Regions from separate parts of the Macaca mulatta genome. Here region 2 is linked to region 1. A link is a contact called in public Hi-C data. All regions are on one chromosome and are shown on one strand. The core of a region is the stretch at or near the end of the contact, and the rest is flanking DNA. Distances in the headings are between cores, read along the strand shown.

Evidence for each region. Hi-C and Micro-C count contacts between places; a contact is called where the count stands out from the background.
Region 2: a Hi-C map of CD4 T cells shows a contact between it and region 1, with 2.9 times the contacts expected there. The contact joins the promoter of PSMF1 here to the promoter of RAD21L1 in region 1. A contact is called at or near these places in 5 of 14 Hi-C or Micro-C datasets (CD4 T cells, cortical neurons, fetal cortex germinal zone and 2 more).

Annotation. Positions count from the first base shown.
Region 1 is chr10:82,922,602-82,927,925 of T2T-MMU8v2.0, reverse strand. It overlaps RAD21L1 (RAD21 cohesin complex component like 1), which reads left to right and starts at 2,215. Exons shown (of 13, transcript XM_077949060.1): 1 at 2,215-2,417; 2 at 2,611-2,711. The coding sequence starts at 2,215.
Region 2 is chr10:83,015,687-83,021,427 of T2T-MMU8v2.0, reverse strand. PSMF1 (proteasome inhibitor subunit 1) reads left to right here and starts at 2,312. Exons shown (of 7, transcript XM_001112708.5): 1 at 2,312-2,587. The coding sequence starts at 2,459.

The DNA of each region.
Region 1 (5,324 bases), core at 966-3,465:
ACTCCTGCCTTGGCCTCCCAAAGTGCTGGGATTACAGGCGTGAGCCACCACACCCGTCCACGATCTATATTTTTCAAAGACCCCTCTGGCTTCAGTGTGGAGCAGCTGTCTCCAACCTTTTTGGCACCAGGGACCAGTTCTGTGAAAGACAATTATTCCACAAGCTGGGTGGGCGCGGGGTCACGAGAGTCTCGTGAGGAGCGCGCAACCTAGATCCCTCGCATACGCAGTTCACAACAGTTTTCGCGCTCCTGTGAGAATCTAATGCCTAGGCTGATGTGACAGGAGGCGAAGCTCAGGCGGTTAGGTTCGCTCGCCCGCTGCTCACCTCCTGCTATGCGGCCCTGTTCCCACCCGGGGTTGGGAACCCCTGGTGTAGAGAATGAGCTTTAGGGAGGCGAGTGACAGGAAGGAGACCGATCAGGAGGTTGGAGCTTTTCCAGGAGAGAGGTGGCTTAGACTAGGGTGGAGTGGGTGGAGATCTTGAGAAGGGATAGATTAAAGTCATATTTGAAGGTGGAGTGATGGGCTTGCTGATGGGTTGGCATTAAAGTAGACATGAGGGTGGCACCAAGGGTGTCTCCCAGACATCCTCTTGAATGGTTGCCGTGACACCATTTCCTGAGGTCAGAAATTGGGAGCTAAACTTCAATTTGAATCCTGTCTCTACAATTCCCAACCACGTGACCCTAAACAGATTGCTATTTTTTTCCCCAGCCTTTTCCTTATTCAAAAGAGGGAAAACCAATAACTGCCTTGTGAGATTGTTTGAAAAGTAAATGAGAAAACCCATGAAAATGCCCAGCCAGGAGCCTGAACCTTATCAATAACCTTATATTGGATGGCATTGACGCTCCAAGATTTATTAGTATTTACTATCAAACTCAAGAGAGGAAACCAGCTTTGCAGCCTGATACTCTTGCAGGATTTTTCTCAGGTTCTAGCACTTGGCTTTGGCTACTGATGATATTCCAGGCTGGAAAATATTTGCTGTCCCCAAAGGGCAGGTCAATGTGAATAATCTTTTTAATAATAATAATAATAGCTAATATTTGTAGAGCACTTATTATTGCTTGGCTCTTTACATGGTTCATTTTATTTATTTCTTACAATACCCTACGGCGCAAGTACTTTTATTATTTTCACTTTACAGATGAGAAAATCTGAGGTTCAAGGGATTACAGAATTTCTCCAGTGACCTCCAGCTAGTAAGTGGAAGAGAACAGACTGGACTGCATCATAGGGATGTTCAGAGATCAGCCAGAAAGGATCACCTTTCACAACAGGACTATGGGGCCCAGGCCCGGTCCCTATCATGCCCCTGCACAGGTGTCTCGGGTCCGAGAGCCAGGACAAAGCCGGAGACTGCGCGCTAGGACCGGTGCGCCTTGCTCACTGTCTGCTTCTATCCCTCCTGCCCCGTCCACTGTCCCCACCAACTCCCCGCTCCCTCGTCCCTCTCAGTCACAGTCCGCTCCAGTCTACCGCACTGCCCTAACTCTGTCCGAGCCCCCAGCCGCCGCAGCCGCTGCGCCGTCCCTCAGCCCCGCCCCTCCCCGCCCCTCCCCGCTCCTCCCCGCCCCTCCCCGCTCCTCCCCGCCCCTCCCCGCTCCTCCCCGCCCCTCCCCGCTCCTCCCCGCCCCTCCCCGCTCCTCCCCGCCCCTCCCCGCCCCTCCCCGCCCCTCCCCGCCCCTCCTCGCCCCTCCCCCCCCCCGCCTCCCGTCCCCGCCCCCTGCCTCCCGTCCCCGCCCCCTGCCGCCCGTCCCCGCCCCCTGCCGCCCGTCCCTCAGGCGCTGCCCCGCCCCGCCCCTCCATACCCCTCGACGCCCCTCCACATGTCCTGTACGTCCCTCTCCATCCCCTGCATGCCCCGCGCCTCGCCCACTGCCCCGCCCCATCCCCTGTCAGTCCCGCCCATCGCCCATTACCCCGCCCCATCCCCTGCACGCCCCGCCCTCGCCCACTGCCCCGCCCCATCCCCTGTCAGTCCCACCCGTCGCCCATTGCCCCGCCTTCTCCACGCCCCGCCCCGCGCCTGCGGCGCATTGCAGACGCCCAGCGGCGCCAAGAACCCGGCGCCCCGGACTCTAAACGCTGACCTGGCGACTCCTCGCAGCCCCCTTCTCTGGCGCGCCACACCTCAGACCAGGCTTTGAAAGTAGGGCGCAGCCTGAGAGGCCGGCCGGACCCCGAGGGCTGTAGGCGGGCTGGGAGATGGGAGCCGCCACCACCCACATCCCCACACGCACCCGGCCACGGCGCCTCACCGCCCGGTTAGCTCGCGGCGCCAAGCCCGGAGGGTCCCGCCTGAGGAAGAAAGGTCGTCGCCCGCAGCCCAGCTGGGGCTGGGAGCGCGACCCGGGGTCTCCTCGCCCGCACGAGGAAGAAAATGGGCGCTGTGGCCTCAGTTTCCCTCTGTGAGCACCCGGCCCTGCATTCTGAGGAGTCGTCTGTGGAGGAGCCTTTGGCGTCCCCCTGCCCCTGAGGGTGGCCGTCAGCTCCTCCCAGCCCAGCACTTTGCTTTCCCCTCCCTCACCCCCCGAAGGGTCTCGCCCTTTCTGGCTCACCCCTCTCTCCCCACTCTCCTCTCCTCCCACTCCCCTCTCCCAGGGTCCCCGCCTGGTCTCCTTCCGGCCCCTTCCTCCCTCCCTCCCCGCCACCGCCGCCACCCTGCCCTTCCCGGGCAGGTTCCCACGGATTGGCCCCATCCCGTTAGCTTCACTTTGCACGAAGTCAGTTCAATCTAGAGATAGAAATAGCCTCCAGGACGTGGTGGGGGGGTGAGGTGGGGGGAAGTTTGTGTGCATATTTTGTGGCGAGGGGAAAAAGGGTAGGTAATATGTGTTTGGGAAAATCAATGTCTCAGGAATAGTAAATCGCAGGATTTGGGGTTTCTGCTTTTTTTTTTTTTTTTTTTTTTTTTTTTTTTTTTTTTTAAAGAAGTCCATCACTTAAAAAGTACATTTTAGGCCGGGCGCGGTGGCTCACGCCTGTAATCCCAGCACTTTGGGAGGCCGAGGCGGGCGGATCACAAGGTCAGGAGATCGAGACCACGGTGAAACCCCGTCTCTACTAAAAAATACAAAAAATTAGCCGGGCGCGGTGGCGGGCGCCTGTAGTCCCAGCTACTCGGGAGGCTGAGGCAGGAGAATGGCGTGAACCCGGGAGGCGGAGCTTGCAGTGAGCCGAGATCGCGCCACTGCACTCCAGCCTGGGCGACAGAGCGAGACTCTGTCTCAAAAAAATTTTTTTTGAGACAGAGTCTCGCTCTGTCGCCCAGGCTGGGGTGCAGTAGTGCGATCTCGGCTCGCTGCAGCCTCCGTCTCCCGGGTTCAAGCGATTCTCCTACCTCAGCCTCCCAAGTAGCTGGGATTACAATGCCCGCCACCGTGCCTGGCTACTTTTTGTATTTTTAGTAGAGACGGGATTTCACCATGTTGGCCAGGCTGGTCTCCAATTCCTGGCATCAAAGTGACCCGCCCATCTCAGCCTCCCAAAATGCTGGGATTACAGGCGTGAGCCACTGCACCAGGCCAAAAAGTACATTTTAAAAGTACCTCACACCACTGGGAGCAATTTAAAAAGATAAATAGGAATTTATTCAGAGATAGCGAAACACACAGACTAAAAAGGAAAGCAGTGGAACCAACGCAAGGCACAAGTCATATACACTAAAATTTCCACCTGCCCCGTAGGGGAACGTGGTTTGGCGGATTGCGTCACCTTTAGTTGGGGCATAATGATTGAATTCTTGCGGTACAAATGGACACTGATCGAAGTTTACCTAAGTTTTTAATTCTGTGGCCAACTTTGTGTTTGTCTTGGCTCAGTTTTCTCTTAAGTAGAAATAAGTAGAAAAGAAGCAAAAAGAAGCTTCTATTGTGGCAGTGTAAATTTACTTATATGTAAGCAATAATTTGATTCTTTCCTAGAAGTCAACCAAAGTGCTATAACATCCCTTCTCATCTTTAGCTTAGTAATAGAGCCCTACGGTGTTACCAAGAATAGTACAGTTTGTAAAAATGTGCATTAATTCCTTCTCTTTGTTTTAAGTGAAGATTTTCTTTTATCGTTCTTTTTTTTTTTTTTTTTTTTTTTTTTTTTTTTTTTTTTTTGAGACGGAGTCTCGCTCTGTCGCCCAGGCTGGAGTGCAGTGGCCGGATCTCAGCTCACTGCAAGCTCCGCCTCCCGGGTTCGGGCCATTCTCCTGTCTCAGCCTCCTGAGTAGCTGGGACTACAGGTGCCTGCCACCTCGCCCGGCTAGTTTTTTGTATTTTTTAGTAGAGACGGGGTTTCACCGTGTTAGCCAGGATGGTCTCGATCTCCTGACCTAGTGATCCGCCCGTCTCGGCCTCCCAAAGTGCTGGGATTACAGGCTTGAGCCACCGCGCCCGGCCTCTTTTATCGTTCTTATTTCAAAACATTTAAATTTGATTCTTGTTTCTTCCCTTGCCTTCTAATTATTTTCCTATAGTTTCTTGTTTTCTTCATTTTTCCACTTTATTGAGTGGAAACTCCACTCCACTTTTTGGAATCCCATGATTTTAACTTCAAAAATTAAAATATTGTTGAATAAACCAAAGCATCTTGAAGAGGGCAATGAAATTCAACACCTGCATATAAATCAATAATCCAACACTTCTTAAATTCTTAAGTTTTAGAAAAGATGTGCCCTGTATTAGCTTTTCTTGGTTTTGTCTGCCTTTTCCTACTCTTGTTTCTTTCCTATTTCCATATCTTATATTTTCAGCCTTCCTCCTTTATTTATTTGACCATGTTAGTAAGAAGAGAACTCAAATCCTTTTTTGGATAAAATAACTGAAGTGTAAGAAGAAATCATTAATCAGGATGCATTTAAGCCAGATGTAGAGGTGTAGTTCACAATTTACTACAGCTTTGTCATTAGGTTATAATTTTACATTCTAAATAAGTTTCTCTTATTTACAAGAGAATAACTTGTATTGAATAATTGGATTAGAACACAATCTGAATGTTATTTTGTAGAATTAATGAATATTTTTCTTATAAAATAGCAATAAAAAGTTTTTGTAATAAAATTTTAAATATCTTTTCGTGTTCTCTCTAGTTTGTTAAATACAAGTAAGGAATACAGGCAACATGTTCTACACACATGTGCTTATGAGTAAACGAGGGCCATTGGCCAAAATATGGCTTGCAGCTCACTGGGAGAAGAAACTCACAAAGGCCCATGTATTTGAATGTAATCTAGAGATAACCATTGAAAAAATTCTTTCACCCAAGGTATGTTACTGATTAAAATGATAGCTTGTATTTACCATGACTTTGGAGGAAGAAAGGCATTA
Region 2 (5,741 bases), core at 1,063-3,562, 93 kb before region 1:
ACTTCTCAGTAGAAAGGGCAAATAGCTTTATGCCACAGGCAGTACATCTCAGAGAGGAGTTCCACAGCCATCAGCTTTAGTGTCGTCCAGAATGTGGTCAACATACATGCACTCTTCCTCAGACCTTCTCATCCAGAATCTCTGCAGAAGGAGTTCAAGAATCTGGGTGTCTCAAGGAAACTCTAGGAACACAAAATTTGGAGAGGCACAGGACCAGCTGACAAAGGGAGTGGTGAACTATAAAGAGATAAGAGTGGCCTGATTGGGTTGGGGCTAGGACAAGAATTCATTTCTTCATTCAGTATTCATTCTTTCTTTCAATAAGTATAGATTGATCCCAGATAGCATTCAGGTACATATGTGCACAAGGTAGACATGCTCCCTGTTTCTTTGTCACAGTCTAGTGGAAAGACAGTCATTAAATAAGCAAAGAAATAAATACCTAATATAGTTTCAAGTTATGATTAGTGCTTTGCAGGGAAAAAAAAAAAAAAAAAACAGGAGAGGGGTTAAAGACTGGAGAAGGTTATTTGGATGGAATGGTCTGGGAAGCCCTCTATTGAGGATGGTAGGAGTGAGGGATGGAGCCTCTAAAAATGAAGAAGCAAGACACGTAGATATTTGGGAAAAGAGCATTCCAGGAAGAGGAATGCAAAGGCCTAAACAGAACACATGAAAGAGGGAAAGTGGTTGGGAAGCTAGATGCTGGAGGATCAGACCAGGGTGGAAGCAGTGAAGGTGATGGGAAGTGGTCAGATTCATAATATATTTTGAGAGTGGAGTCAACTAGCTTTGCTGTTGGACCAGATGTAGCTGTGAGAGAAGGGGAGCCAAGGTCATTGCAGGTATAAAGGGGATGGGAGGACAGTTGAAGGAGATTGAATCAGAGAGGTACAGGACTGGCAGGGCTGGGGCAGGAGGTGGCAGACCACATGCAGGTTCCTGCAGACCACGGGGAGGACTTTACTTTTCCATTGAGCGTGATGGGAACCCTGTGAGATTTTGAGCCGAGGGATGTGATCTGACTTGTTTTCTTTTTTCTTTTTGTTTCTTTTTTGAGACGGAGTATCGCTCTGTTGCCCAGGCTGAAGTGCAATGGTGAGATCTTGGCTCATCGCAACCTGCACCTCCCGGGTTCCATCGATTCTCACGCCTCAGCCTCCTAAGTACCGGGGACTAAAGGCGTGCGCCACCACGCCCAGCTAATTTTTGTATTTTTAGTAGAGACAGGGTTTCACCATGTTGGCCAGGCTGGTCTCAAACTCCTGACCTCAAGTGATCCACCTGCCTCGGCCTCCCAACGTGATGGGATTACAGGCGTGAGCCGCCACACCCGGCGGATCTGACCTGTTTTCTAACAGAATCTCTCTGGTTGCGAAGTGCAGTACAGAGAGAGACAGGAATGGAATGGGGCAGTTCCGAGGCTGATGCCAGGCGTCCAACTGAAAGATGACAGGAGCTTGGACCAGGTTGGTGACTGGGATGGGGAAACTAAATTTATTTGGGTAAAAACAATAAGTGGATTTCATGAAACTTGTTGACGTAATGGGTGGTAAAAATCATAAAGGGGGTAGTCAAACAAATGATTGAAATTTGGTAATGGGTCAGGAGCTTCAGCTCTGCCGGCAGCAGTTGTGTCTTCTTGGAAAAATGGTTTCAACTCTCAGCCGTTTTGTCATCTGCAAAATGGGGATAATAATGGTACATCATAGAGTTGTTGAGAAGGTGATGTAAAGGTTTTAGTACAGGATGTAGCACACAATAAACACTTAATAAATGTTATCTTAGAAGCCAGACTGCTAGGTTCCTGTAACCATCTCAGCCATTCACCGGCTGGCTGTTGTCACCTTGGTCAAATTAGCCCTCTGTGCCTCAGTTTCCTCATCTGTGCAATGAGGCACATTAATCGTTAATATCAACTGCATAGAGTTGGGTTGTGAAGATTAAATAAATGAATACAAGTAAAGCATTCAGAATAATGTGGCCGGTAGTAAGCACTGCGTACGTATTAACGATTATTAAGAATGTATTTTAGCCACATTTCCCAGCCCCTTCCCCGGCCTAGCATAACCCATTTTGTGCATGGGAAGTCTGGCTTTCAGCAAGGTGGCCTCTTGGAGGGCGCTGTGCTTGCGTGAAGCGATCCTGTCGGCCGCGGCGAAGACCCAGGTTCCGGCTTTGAGGGGTCTCGCCCCGCGCGGTCCCTGGCGGAACCTTTTAGTTCTGCGCTCGCGTTGCCAGCCCGGCGCGCCTCACGCAGTTGCGCCCGCTCCTGGGGCTACTTCCGGCGGCCCCGCCCCGCCCCGCCCCCGGGCGTCTCCATCTTGGTCTCAGGTGTAGGCTCTGCCAGAGCTAGCGCAGGAGTGAAGCGGAGTTATAGCTACCTCGGCCGCGGAGCTGGCTCACTGCACTACCCCCTCCCCCTTCTCTCCTCCAGACGCCGAAGTCGCTGGCGCTCATGGCGGGCCTGGAGGTACTGTTCGCATCGGCAGCGCCGGCCATCACCTGCACGCAGGACGCGCTCGTCTGCTTCTTGCATTGGGAAATGGTGACACACGGCTACTACGGCTTGGGTGTCGGTGACCAGGTACGCCACGGAGCCGGCCAGGGTGGAGGAGGGAACTGTCTTCTGTCCAAACTCAGAGGCCCGGAGGCCTGGTCCAGAGCGCCCGATTTCCCCGCCTTTCCCAATGCAGGGCCTGGGGCACATGACAGCGTTGGTAAAACCTGCGGGTCGGAGGTTGCTCACCTGCTCCAACCCAGCCCAGAGTCCCTCACAGCACAGCTGGCACAACATGATTTGTAAACTCAAGGGCAGAAACTCGCTTCAACACAGCCTGGCAGCCTCTCAGGCCAGGACTGTGTGGACCTAGCATTCCATAGAATGGAAAAGAATCCAGACAGGAGTTTAGCTCCCCAGAGCACTCCTCACCCACCTAATCTCCTCTGAATTCCTTCCCACCCAGCCTCGGGGTGAGGGGACTGACTCAGTTCCCCCCTCATACCACACTAGAGCCTCCACCAAACATCTGGATCCAAGCACAGGTACGGGAGTGAGCTTTGACCTACTCAGCCCCAGGCCACGGCCCTTTTTTCACCCCTTAGCATGGGCCCAGAGAGTTCACATGCCTTTCACGCTTTACTGAAGGGCCCAGCGTAGTCCACTCGCTACTGCCATCCCCAACTCAAGCTCTAGGAAACAGTCCCCCCTAGAATCGTATACACATACAGCCTGGATGTGAGAGTCATATGAGATTTTCTCCTCATAGCTGTCCCCATAGGGCCAGCCCCCTCCACTCCCATCCCCAGGCTCCACCTCTTACACCTAGGGACGTTGTTGTCATCCCCACCGAGTTCCAGGACCGCTGGGCCCAACCCACCTCACTAATTCTTTGCTCTAGCATTCTTCTGTCTTTGCTGTCTCTTCCCTGTGACCCTCATCCCCACATCCACATCATCCTAGACATCTGCTTGCTGGGACAACTGGGCCTGCCTCCATGCGTGCCCCTCACTGTCACTGTTCTCTCACTCTCAGAACCAAGACCAGCCATGGGAAACAGATCACCCCATCACCCTTCCTCTCCTTTTTGACTGCTTCAGCCCTCAACTCCTCTAATCATTTTTTTTAGCTTCTCAAATAGAGTCTTAATTCTCCTCTCCTGACACAGCTTTAGGGACCCGTCTTCAAACTTGTTTTGTACATTCTGAGCACTTAGGCAAGTATCCCCTTTCCCCTCCCCCTCACTGCTGTCCCTATTCCTCTCTGTCTCTTAGAACTAAAGACCAAGACCACGATACCCCTCTCACACTTTACCTCCTTCAGCAGGAACCAGAGCCTAAGAACTGTCAGGGATTTCTGGCTCTTCCCCTGCCCGCCCCCGACCTCAGTTATCTCACTGGGACCCCAGGTACACACTCAGGATCCCCATTCCCACCTCCAAACTCACACATACTTCATCTCTCAAATGGGCTCTATGACTGGAGATGAGGATGGAAAAGAACAGCCAGCCTTTCACACACACACACCTGGAAGCAGGAACCATTTCACCTTCCCAAACACATCTGTCCCTGTCCTTTCTCTTTGTGCTGCCCTTCATTCCACATACCTTCCAAATGCCTTTCAGCATTTCAGACCTTAGTACCAGGTAGAGACACATTTCAGTGTCAGGCTCCTGTTTCAGTGCATAGTCCCCCTAACAGAAATCTTGTCTCCCCACTTGTCCTACTCCAGCTTTTTAATCTTGAGCAGCTCTTCACTTGCCCCAGTCATTTTATTTCAGCTTTTCGTAGATTCTTCAAAGAAACTGATATCTGGGATGGTGCAGGGGACAGTGGGGCTGAGAAGAGGAGTAAGATTTGATTTTGACCTGGGAGCTCCTCCATTGGCCCTCAGCTCTCTTGTCCTTCAGATGGAACAGCTGTGCTCTGCACTGTCCCTTCTCATGTACCTCACTCCCCTTACATACCCCTAACTAGCTACTTCTACTCTGCCACACTGTCAGAACCCTGTCCACCTCTGCTCCGGAACTTGTTCTAGAGGGTGTGCCTGATGCCCTTCTCTTCTTGCCATTCCACAAATAAATATCAATCGCTGTGAATCTGCTCCCACCATTCTTACCCTCACTCATCCTGTTGAATCACTTTGACAGTTTGGGAACATCAGTTCACATAAGTCGACACCTTCTTTTAGCTGGCATTATCACCTTTACATACACTCAAGGCTGCAAAATTTTCGGATGAAATGTACAGAAAGAATACAATCTCATTTTAATACTGTTTTTTTCTGTTGTTGTTGTTGTTGTTGTTGTTTTTCCAAAAAAAAGGCCTTGACCAATTCCCCAAGGTCCATCTGATTTTTCTCTGTTCATGGTGCTATTTTTTGAGCTTCTGCAGGCCAGAAAAAGATGCTGGTTTCAGAAATCTTTGGGGAGGCCCAGGACCCTGGGGAATGGGGTTTTTGTAAGGCATTGCCACCTTTCTTCCTGAATCTTGCATGCTCTTGAAGGAATGGGTGTTTGGATTGCAAACTAGAGCGTGGTGTATTTTTGCTTCTCTCTGCCTTTTCTCCTTGATTGCCAGTGGGGCTCAGGTTGCACTTGTCCTCCTGTCACTTCTGCTGAGTCTACTTTCATTCAGAGTGGAAGCTGGAGAGGCATCTTTCCTGTTAGTTTATTTAAAAGGAGGTTTAATTTTTCAGCCTGGGGCCAGCCAACTCAGCTGACTCTATTGTATTTTCCAAGCTCAGAGGATATTTGTGTTGCCTCTCCTGCCATCTCCTGTTTCCACCCTTCTGGGGGTGATAACGAGAGGAAGGTCCAAGAGTGTATGCTTGACTACACAAGTTGACAGTTAAATGGAAAGCTAGATTGTCTGCTTTCTCTTAGGTTTTACCTCCTCTGTTATAGGGGAATTGTGTACGTAAAACTTGATTAGAAGACCAATGCAGCCACTGGCTTCAACAAAAATCCAATCTTAGAATTTGGATTTCTTTCTTGATGTCAGAACCACTCCTTGCAAGAACTTTACAGCTTTGCCAAGTGGTTTAGGTGGCAAGGGGATAGGTAAGGGATGACTTAGGTGGTCATCGACATAAGTTAGATAATTTTGTTTTCTGTTGTGGAGAATGTAAGGATTGTGATGAAAGAGAGAAAATGCCCAAAATGATCTGTTTAAGTTTCTTTGGGTGCATGTTAGCTCAGAGGCATTGGGTCAAACTCATGACCATTAAAGAATGCTTCCAG